Regions from separate parts of the Rattus norvegicus genome. Here region 2 is linked to region 1. Evidence: chromatin contacts called from public Hi-C data. All regions are on one chromosome and are shown on one strand. The core of a region is the stretch at or near the end of the contact, and the rest is flanking DNA. Distances in the headings are between cores, read along the strand shown. Region 1 holds the start of Ankrd55 (ankyrin repeat domain 55). Region 2 overlaps Ankrd55 (ankyrin repeat domain 55).

Evidence for each region. Hi-C and Micro-C count contacts between places; a contact is called where the count stands out from the background.
Region 2: a contact with region 1 is called in a Hi-C map of the Rat2 cell line, with 2.1 times the contacts expected there. The contact joins the enhancer-like site here to the promoter of Ankrd55 in region 1. A contact is called at or near these places in 5 of 12 Hi-C or Micro-C datasets (the A7r5 cell line, the Rat2 cell line, liver and 1 more).

Annotation. Positions count from the first base shown.
Region 1 is chr2:45,645,536-45,649,762 of GRCr8, forward strand. It overlaps Ankrd55 (ankyrin repeat domain 55), which reads left to right and starts at 2,251. Exons shown (of 10, transcript NM_001270039.1): 1 at 2,251-3,250. The coding sequence starts at 3,157. All of the region lies in intron 3 of LOC103691456 (a long non-coding RNA gene), which reads right to left.
Region 2 is chr2:45,696,605-45,700,831 of GRCr8, forward strand. It overlaps Ankrd55 (ankyrin repeat domain 55), which reads left to right. Exons shown (of 10, transcript NM_001270039.1): 7 at 142-309. Among named protein-coding and RNA genes, the nearest start is that of Ankrd55, 51 kb to the left of the region's middle. Within about 2 kb of position 2,372, at least 6 of the 93 cell types and tissues checked have an H3K27ac peak or open chromatin away from gene starts, as enhancers often do. A contact at or near this core is called in liver, where this site is marked.

The sequences.
Region 1 (4,227 bases), core at 1,001-3,500:
GCCATCCCAGAGTAGACAAAATAAAGCTGGCATCAAGGTGAGGGGAGATTGAGCAACAGAAAGGACAGATTCAGCCATCTTTCAACAAGTCCCAGAAGTGTTTGATGGACTCAGATATGTTGCGCATTAAATGGGATATCCAAAGCCTTCTGGCAAAATACTTTTGAGATCCTAATTCTAGGAGGCAGTGCAGCTCCACATCGTGATCAAGGTGCTGTGTCTATCTTATCGTAGCATTCAGTCATGAAGGGTACATGGACATGTTATTATGCAGCATGCAGTCGATAAAACCCACAGTTGAATCTGGTGTGATGGCACACACTTGTGTCTTAGCACAGGGGGAAGAGAGGCAGGCAGAACACCCGCGAATTTGAGGCCAGTCTGATCCACATCGTGAGTTCCAGGCCATCAAGGGCTACACAGTGATGCCCTATCTCAAATCAAAAGGAAATAAATAGCTCCATTGTTCCCTTGTCACCGTTAGCAGCTTCCTGACAATCAGGCTTCTTCCAAGGGGCCACCACCAGGTCTTTGAATGTGCATGTAGAAGTAGAAGGTAGCTTCATCTTTTAAGTTGGGGCCCTAGTTCCCACACCCAGAGACACCGGGAATCATCTTAACAAAATGTCCTGACTTTGTTTTGGTAAAAATAAAAAAATGGATGGGCAGCTACTTGAACTCTTGAGTTCCCACTCCGCGTGGATCTGCGGGAGCCGCGCTCCGGCTATCTCTGCCAACTGCTTTCTCACATTGTCCCCTTGGCGGGGTTGTTACCAGGCCTGACACACACATCGAGTCCCATGGGCCATTCTATTGTGGCACCATGCCACGCTATCCTGGAGGAGTCTATTGCCAGCCTCTCCGGGCTGTCTCTCTGCCCGCTGGGGACTTTGCTCATGTCCCCTGTAAAATCAAAGTTCTAGAAACTTGTAATTTATCAATCAGATTTATCTGTTAAATTCTCAATCCACAATACATGCCCACAATAAATTCACTGCCAGTTAGTAAAGATAGAAACCGCCTACCTAGACAAGATAAAATGACCTAGTCCACGTGGATCATCCTGCTCTGTCGTCCCCATCTTGATTCTCCTGCTTCTCCTCCTCCTCCTCTCTCCCTCCTAGATTGCCCCCCCCCACCTAACCTTCCTTCTCATCCAGTGTTAGGCTTCACTTTATCCTGGACCTGCCTTGCTGCATAATGACACCGTCCTGCATGAGTTATGGGAAGATTTGTAACAAAATCTAAACAATATATGGCTTCTTTCATAGCCTTCAACAAGAGCCCCATTTTAAACATATACCTCAGACATGTAATACTGTCTAAATAAGCTAAAAGTTTTTGAGTGGGGCAGTATAAATAGCAGGTACTAAAAAATGCTTACTAAATGCCAGGCTGCTATTAAGCACACAGGATTAGTATTACCACAGTGTCACTCCACCCAAGGGAGACAGTTGTCAGTGTTGTCAAGATCTCCACATTACAAGTAAGGAAGCTAAGCCAGGTGAGGGTGCCTGGTCCAAACTTCCACATAGCCAGTTAGCACAAGCCTGGCTTGTACCTAAGGTATCTGACCCTTCACCTGTCGCACAAATGACAGGAGAGGCTGCTTCAAAATATGAAACACAAAACCAAATGTGGAGGAGTTAGAAAGCAGTGGCCCACTTTACAAAACGATGCTGTTGTAAGTAAGCGGTCCTTGCATTGGACTGGCTAGCTGGTTAAAAATCATTAATGGTTTCTCAGAAACACGGGGACAGAGAAACCAAAACAAAACTCTAGGATGCGTGCCAGCTAAAGTTCAAAGAACCAAAAGGCCAATGGCCCTATTGTCCACAGGAGAAGAAAAACACAACTTTAAAACCGTTGAGATATTCTTTCTCTGAACATCAGTTACACTCGGAGAAAACAAGCACGGGTGTCACTGATAGAGGGGCTCGGCATAGCCTGTCTCAAGGCATCTCCACAGGAGAGCTTGCTTCTCTGCGAATTCTGGGAGTCACCTGACTGCAGTCTGTGGTCATCCTTGGCAGTAACATTGTTGGATCAATTCTTCACAAAGGCAGAGTAAACAGTTGGCTCCCTCATTCAAAGCAGTTTGTTTTGTACAACCTAGGTTCTTCTAGAAATAGCATCTATACAAACCCAGGTGATTGAAAATGGCTTTAATGGAAGGGAAAATATGCAAAACGAGGCACAAGATGCAAATAGCAGTGCTACAGATGAACACCAACAAAAAGCTATTGCTCAACTTACAGTTGGACAGCAGTGGTGGGCAGGTTGTGAGGGGGCCACGTGAGAGCTAGTTCTGCATAGGGAAAGCTCCTGGTAGGAAGGAGGCAGCTACTGCTAGATGCTCAGCAAGGGAGGAGAGCCCCATCTTCTCCCTTCCCAGTCTCCAGGGCCTCCCATGTGAAGCAACAGGATAAGGGCATCTGGAGATAGATAGTGAGCTAAGATCAAGGTACGAACATCTTTGGAAGAGAGAGAGGAATGACCATAATGCTTCTCCCAAAGATGGACAAAGTGAGGTACTAAGAAGACCGGTAATATGTCCATGGATGTAGTTCAGTTGGTAGAGGGCTTACCTAGAGAGCACATGTTTTCAATTTCCAACAATTGCACAAAACCAGGCATAGCAGCCCACGTCTGCAAATGCCAACTCTCAGGGGTGGGTGTAAGAGAATCAGAAATCCAAGGTCAGCCTCAGCTACATAGAAAATTAAGGCCAACCTGGGCTACACAGGACCGTGGCTCTAAACAGAAACAAACAAAAGAGAAAACATAGTATGCTTCAGATCTTGAAGAATAGATTGAAATGAAGAAGATGGCCCTCTTCCCTTACTGGTCTCTCTGATTTTGGGAAACCTCAATGCCTAAAGAGTCATAACACGTCAATCCCAAGGCTCCTTGCCAACATGTGGTAGTGTGCGAATGACCTAGAGTGGCCCACTTTTCTTCAGAAGTGTCCCTTCAGAAGAGAGTATATGACTAAGCTGACCCCGCCTCTGCCTGGATTCACTGGAGAGGAAGGTTTAGTGACTCACTTGTGTGGGTGACAATCTGGTCTGTGGTATCCTTTGAGTGAACTCACTTTGCACACTAACAGAGTATCTGGTTTGTGTAGGTGACTCATCTGAAGAAGTCGACCTGACAATGGTGTATCAGGCAGCATCGAATGGAGATGTCAACTCTCTGACTGCCGTGATCCGGGAGGATCCGTCCATCCTAGAATGTTGTGACAGTGAAGGTAAGCTGTTTGTGCATTTTTTTTAAAAAACCTGGGATGAGATGCATTACTCTTTCAGAGATTGTCTTTTGAGATGAGCCATACTAATGAAATTCTTTTTGACTGACCACAGGATATTGCAGGCATCTTGCCTGTGGCTCTGTAGAATCCCTTGGCACCTCTCAGCATGACATTGGACACAGAACTTCATCATCTTTCACCTACTAGTCACCTATTATGTTTCACATATTATTATGGAGTGGGTTGTTTCCAGTATTTTTGTAGGAATGGCCAAGTAAGGATGTGTGTGTGTGTGTGTGTGTGTGTGTGTGTGTGTGTGTGTGTCACAATGCTCATGTGCGCGTGCACACACATCATCGTTGTCATGGTTGCATTTTCACCTCCATTCTTTCCAAATACAACTAAGAACTATGGATAGGATAACTAAAATAACTTTGGAAACCAAGAGAAGGGCCAAGTCCTGAGATCCAGGGAAGGGCATGGTGGTGAGTTCTCTGGATTGTCCTTTTGCCTTGTATATCCCAGGGTTGAGGCTGAAGGAGATGGCAACACAGAATGCCAACAGACATGGACAAAAGAAAAGCCACTGAAAACCTGCATTCTCTAGGCAAAATGCCAAGACCGATCACAGGAAAGCACTGATAGGAAGAGACTCTACACAACTGCATGGCTTCACAAGAGGGAACACTTCCACCGTTGGTCCAACACCTCCGCCATCTGTATGAGTTCTTGCTTCAGAAGCTTAGAGGAAGAAGAGTGAAATATCTCAAAACGCACAGAGGTGGGGAGAGGAAACAAGAAAAGATGAGATTGACAAAAGCAATAGTGAAAAAAAGAAACAAAGAAACCAGGAACAACTTCAAAGAAACAAGGAACAACTTGTAGTGACACTGACAAGAAAAACTGACTGAAGGAGATGCAGATTTCCACTCTTGGGAACAAGCCCAAGGACACCACTACAGATCCTACAGAAGTGC
Region 2 (4,227 bases), core at 1,122-3,621, 51 kb after region 1:
CCCGGGCCCATACACTCTGTTTTATACTATGGAGAGCATGGGGATCGTCCTCCTTCCCCGACCCTGGCAGGAAGCCGACCATGGCTAAGCCTGGAAGGCTTTGACTCAGCCTCTTATGTCTCTTCTCTGTTGTTCCCCCAGGACACCCCTGCACTGGGCTGCAGCTGCTGGAAAGGCAGAATGCGTCCAGTCACTGCTGGACTTGGGCATGGACAGCAACCTGAGGGACATTAATGAGAGCACGCCCCTGGCCTACGCCTTGTACTGTGGTCACACAGCCTGCGTCAGGCTCCTTTCCCGAGAGGGCCGGTGAGTTTATCTAGTGTCTTCCTCTCAGAGATTTATAACGTTAAAGTTTTATAAACCACCAACATGTATGTAAACCCAGCAATAATATTTGATTTGTGCGTGTGTGTGTGTGTGTGTGTGTGTGTGTGTGTGTGTGTGTGTGAGAGAGAGAGAGAGAGAGAGGCCAGAGGATAGCTTCCAGTATGTGAGTTCCAAAGCTGAAACTCACATCCTCAGGCTTGGTGACAGACATTTTAATCCACTGAGCCATCTAGCTGGTGCAGTAATTCAATAGTATGAGGATTGCATAAGTTGCATTATTAATTATCCAGTTAATCAAGAGGTCCCCATTGTGTGGAACATGAAGACAGTAACAACCAGCTCCAATCCTTCAGCTATGGGCCAGAGAACTTAAACCACCCCTTCCTCTCCCTTTCTTCCTGCTTTTGCCTAAATCACTCTTTCCACAATTATCTTACACTCTCGAAACTTTCTGGAGATGCCAAAGAGCTTTTAAAGTCTGAGTTATATCTATTGCCATTACGGCGTCAAAATATTTATCTGAGTGAATTTTAATAAAACACTTGTTTTGCTATTTGTTTCAGTAATGATACATTTCTGATTGCTACATGTTAGAATGAAAAAAACCCACATTTTAATTAAAACAATATTGGAGCTGTAATCCAGGAGAACCGTGAGTTTGGGGCCAGTTTGAGCTGTTTACTTAAGGAGACACCATCCATAAATGAATAAATAAATACCTTTTAATTTCATTTAATGTTGCTATTTTCCATAGCAAAGAAAACTAGTAAGAGCAGCACTGTTTTAAGTTCTTGGCATATTAATTACACTTTTGGCAATTAAACCAACTTTGATTGAAGCTTGCACTGTGCTACGAAAGTTTCATCTGATCAAAGCCCAATACCAATAAAGAGAGAAATTAATGCCACCAACATTTTCCCTCCTCTTGTCAACTACCATTACCATTTACCAATTACCATTCAGTCTACAGGTTCCTGCCCCTCTGGGCTTTGTTTCATGCAAATCTGTGCAACATCAGAATTCTGAATCCTACTGTGTGTGTGGAGGGGAGGAGATCAAACTTCATGGCCACATACTGCCGTCAGATCTACTGGGTTACTGTCCACGGACAAAATTCAGGTTCAGCACAGAGTGTGTTAGGTGCTGTCCTCGCTATAGGATGAGGCTGATCAAGCTCGTGCACAGCTGCCTCAAAGGAATATTCAGTGGGCAGCGGGCTCAAAAAAACAAAAAAATAATAGTAATAAATAAAATATAAAATTAAAATAAAAATGAATAAAGTCAAACTTTCCCAATTCCAAACCAAGTAGAGTGCGTGTTTAAAGCGTACTAAAAAGTTATTTTATCTGTAAGTCCAGAAGCAGCAAAATATCACTGCATTAGTCCAGAAACTGTTATGAAAAAAAAAAGGAAGACAATAGATACAAAATTTAGTCAGCTTTTCCCTTTTCTTAGCTGCTTATAGGACACCACTAGTAAGATGCACACTGTGGAAAGCCTGTGTCTTAGCCATGTCCACTAAGTATTTCTAGAATTCCATGTGCTGTTTCATCGTTCCTATATTCTGCTACGTGGCTATTCATTTGACCATGTGACTTCCACGGTGAAAGGGAGATAAAAAAAAATTTATTAACAATGGAAAAGTTGGGGCTGGGGATTTAGCTCAGTGGTGGAGCGCTTACCTAGGAAGCGCAAGGCCCTGGGTTCGGTCCCCAGCTCCGGAAAAAAAAAAAAAAAAAGAACCAAAACAATGGAAAAGTAGAAATGGCTGTGTATGTGTGCGTGTGCGTGCATTCGTAGTGAGAAAATATCCATTGTATGCATTCAAATTTAGCGCTGGTGTTTTTCAAACAGACTACAGCATCTCGCTCTGAGGAGCGGTATTGGATCTCCCTCTCGGCAGCTGCCTGTGGGTCCAGTTTCAGGGTTGATCCCCATGGCAGAAAGCATTGGCTTGATTGTGGCCTCACAAGAGAACAGCACAGACTTTCCAAAGGACTAAAGCAGAACGCCGCCTCGGGGAAACTCAGCTTGAGCCAGCCACCAAACAGCTGCGCTACCCTCTCCACATTTTTGAGTTTGCTCTGAGTTGAGCATTGCTCACATCTGCCACGCCCAACCTCTGGCACACACAACTTCCTCTTCCCCCGGAGCTCAAACTCTAGGTCTGCTCTGCCTGTTTCCTTTAGTAGAGTATTTTTCATAACCATATTTAGGGGGATTTTTCAATGTGACAAACAAATAGCATGAAACAGGCGAGACTCAGTACTGCCAATGCCGCTGTCCTGGGAACTCTCACTCAGAAGCAGAGAGCCGCAGGCTTCCTGCCTTCTTCCGCCAGGCGAGACCTGAACTCACACCTTATGCTCATCCTGAGATTTGCCAGAGAAAAACCAATTCCACCATTTTGGGCCAAGTTTGAAGCAAGCTCTATTAAATATTAAATACTGACCAAAAGATGGACTTTTGGTCAGAACCACTCCCTGGAACTTCCAGCTGAGTGGCTGTGAAACAAGTCTCACAGAGATTTATAAAACCTATAGTCCCCTGCAGGAGACAGTTGTTATATTCCAAGAACTACAACTCCCAACATTCCAAGAGGTTACATGGTCCTTGGGCAAGGGGAACTCACAGGTTAACTTTGGGTATCACACGTACACTTCATCTCTAACACATATGCTACTGTTGACTATTTTCAGCTTAATCAATTGACGGTTGAAAACAGATTGCCACGAGTTAATTAAAAGAATTAAGCTCTAGAGGCTGAGGAGATGCTTCAGTCAGTAAATGCTTGTGTAACAAATAAGAAGACCTAAGTTTGATTCCCCCAGCAACCATGTAAAAAGCCAGGCATAGTAGCTCACAGTGGTAATCCCAGTGCTGGAGAAATGGAGACAAAGTGTCTGTGGTTTGCTGGCCGACCAATCTAGCTGAATAAGCAAGCTTCAGATTCTGTGAGAGGCCCTGAATTAATTAGTTAATTAATAACTAAAGTTGGGCCAGAGACATGGCTCGGCGGGTAGAGAGGCTTGCTGTGCACGTTTGCACTATGGTTCTATCCTTGAAGCCCACGCAAAGGTCAAAGGAGAGAACCAGATTCACAGAGCTGTCCTCTGACCTCCGCAGACATATGCCCTGGCATGCAAGCACCCACACTTACACGAATCATCCACACAGATGTCAGCATAAAAACACAACCCTCGCCTCAGAAGGGATCAGAGATGGGGTATTCTGGAGCGACGTGTCAGTGACCACGGCCTGGAAACAGATTTAGCTTGCCTCAAAGTCTAGGCTCCAAGATGAAGTTTTCATAGAACCAGAACAAAGACAAAGTTGCAAATCAAGGCACCTTGGCAAAGAGAGCAGGGGAGTTTCTGATACTGGCCTCAGGTACTTTCTGACATGACGTTCTCAGTCTGTTGGCTGGTTGCTCATACCTTAAGATTGACCTGGTGGTCACCAGCAGAGGAGAGCAGCCGTTGGCTGGGTTAAAAAGGCCCTGAGATAATTCAGTTCTGGACTTGTAACATTGCAACCCCCTGGAGGGGAGTGATGGGGAGTGCAGCTTCTCTCAGACAACTCTTATTCACATACGCAATTATAAGTGTCAAAGATTAAATAAATAGGCAAGGCTGACAGACACAGAGGAAGATACACAACATCAACCTCGAGTCTTCACATGTAGGGAGAGGAGAAAGGAGGGGGAAAAGAGAGAGGGGAGGGGAGGCAAAGAAGGGGGAGAGAGTGGAGTTGGAGTGAAATAACCGAAGTCCCTCCCATGCTTTCAAGCACCACATTACATACACATATAACGCGGTCAAAAAAAAAAAGCCAACAAAATGGAGGGGAGGGGGTAAACCCAGCCCCTGAGAGATGTGGGTAGCACATGCCCATAAG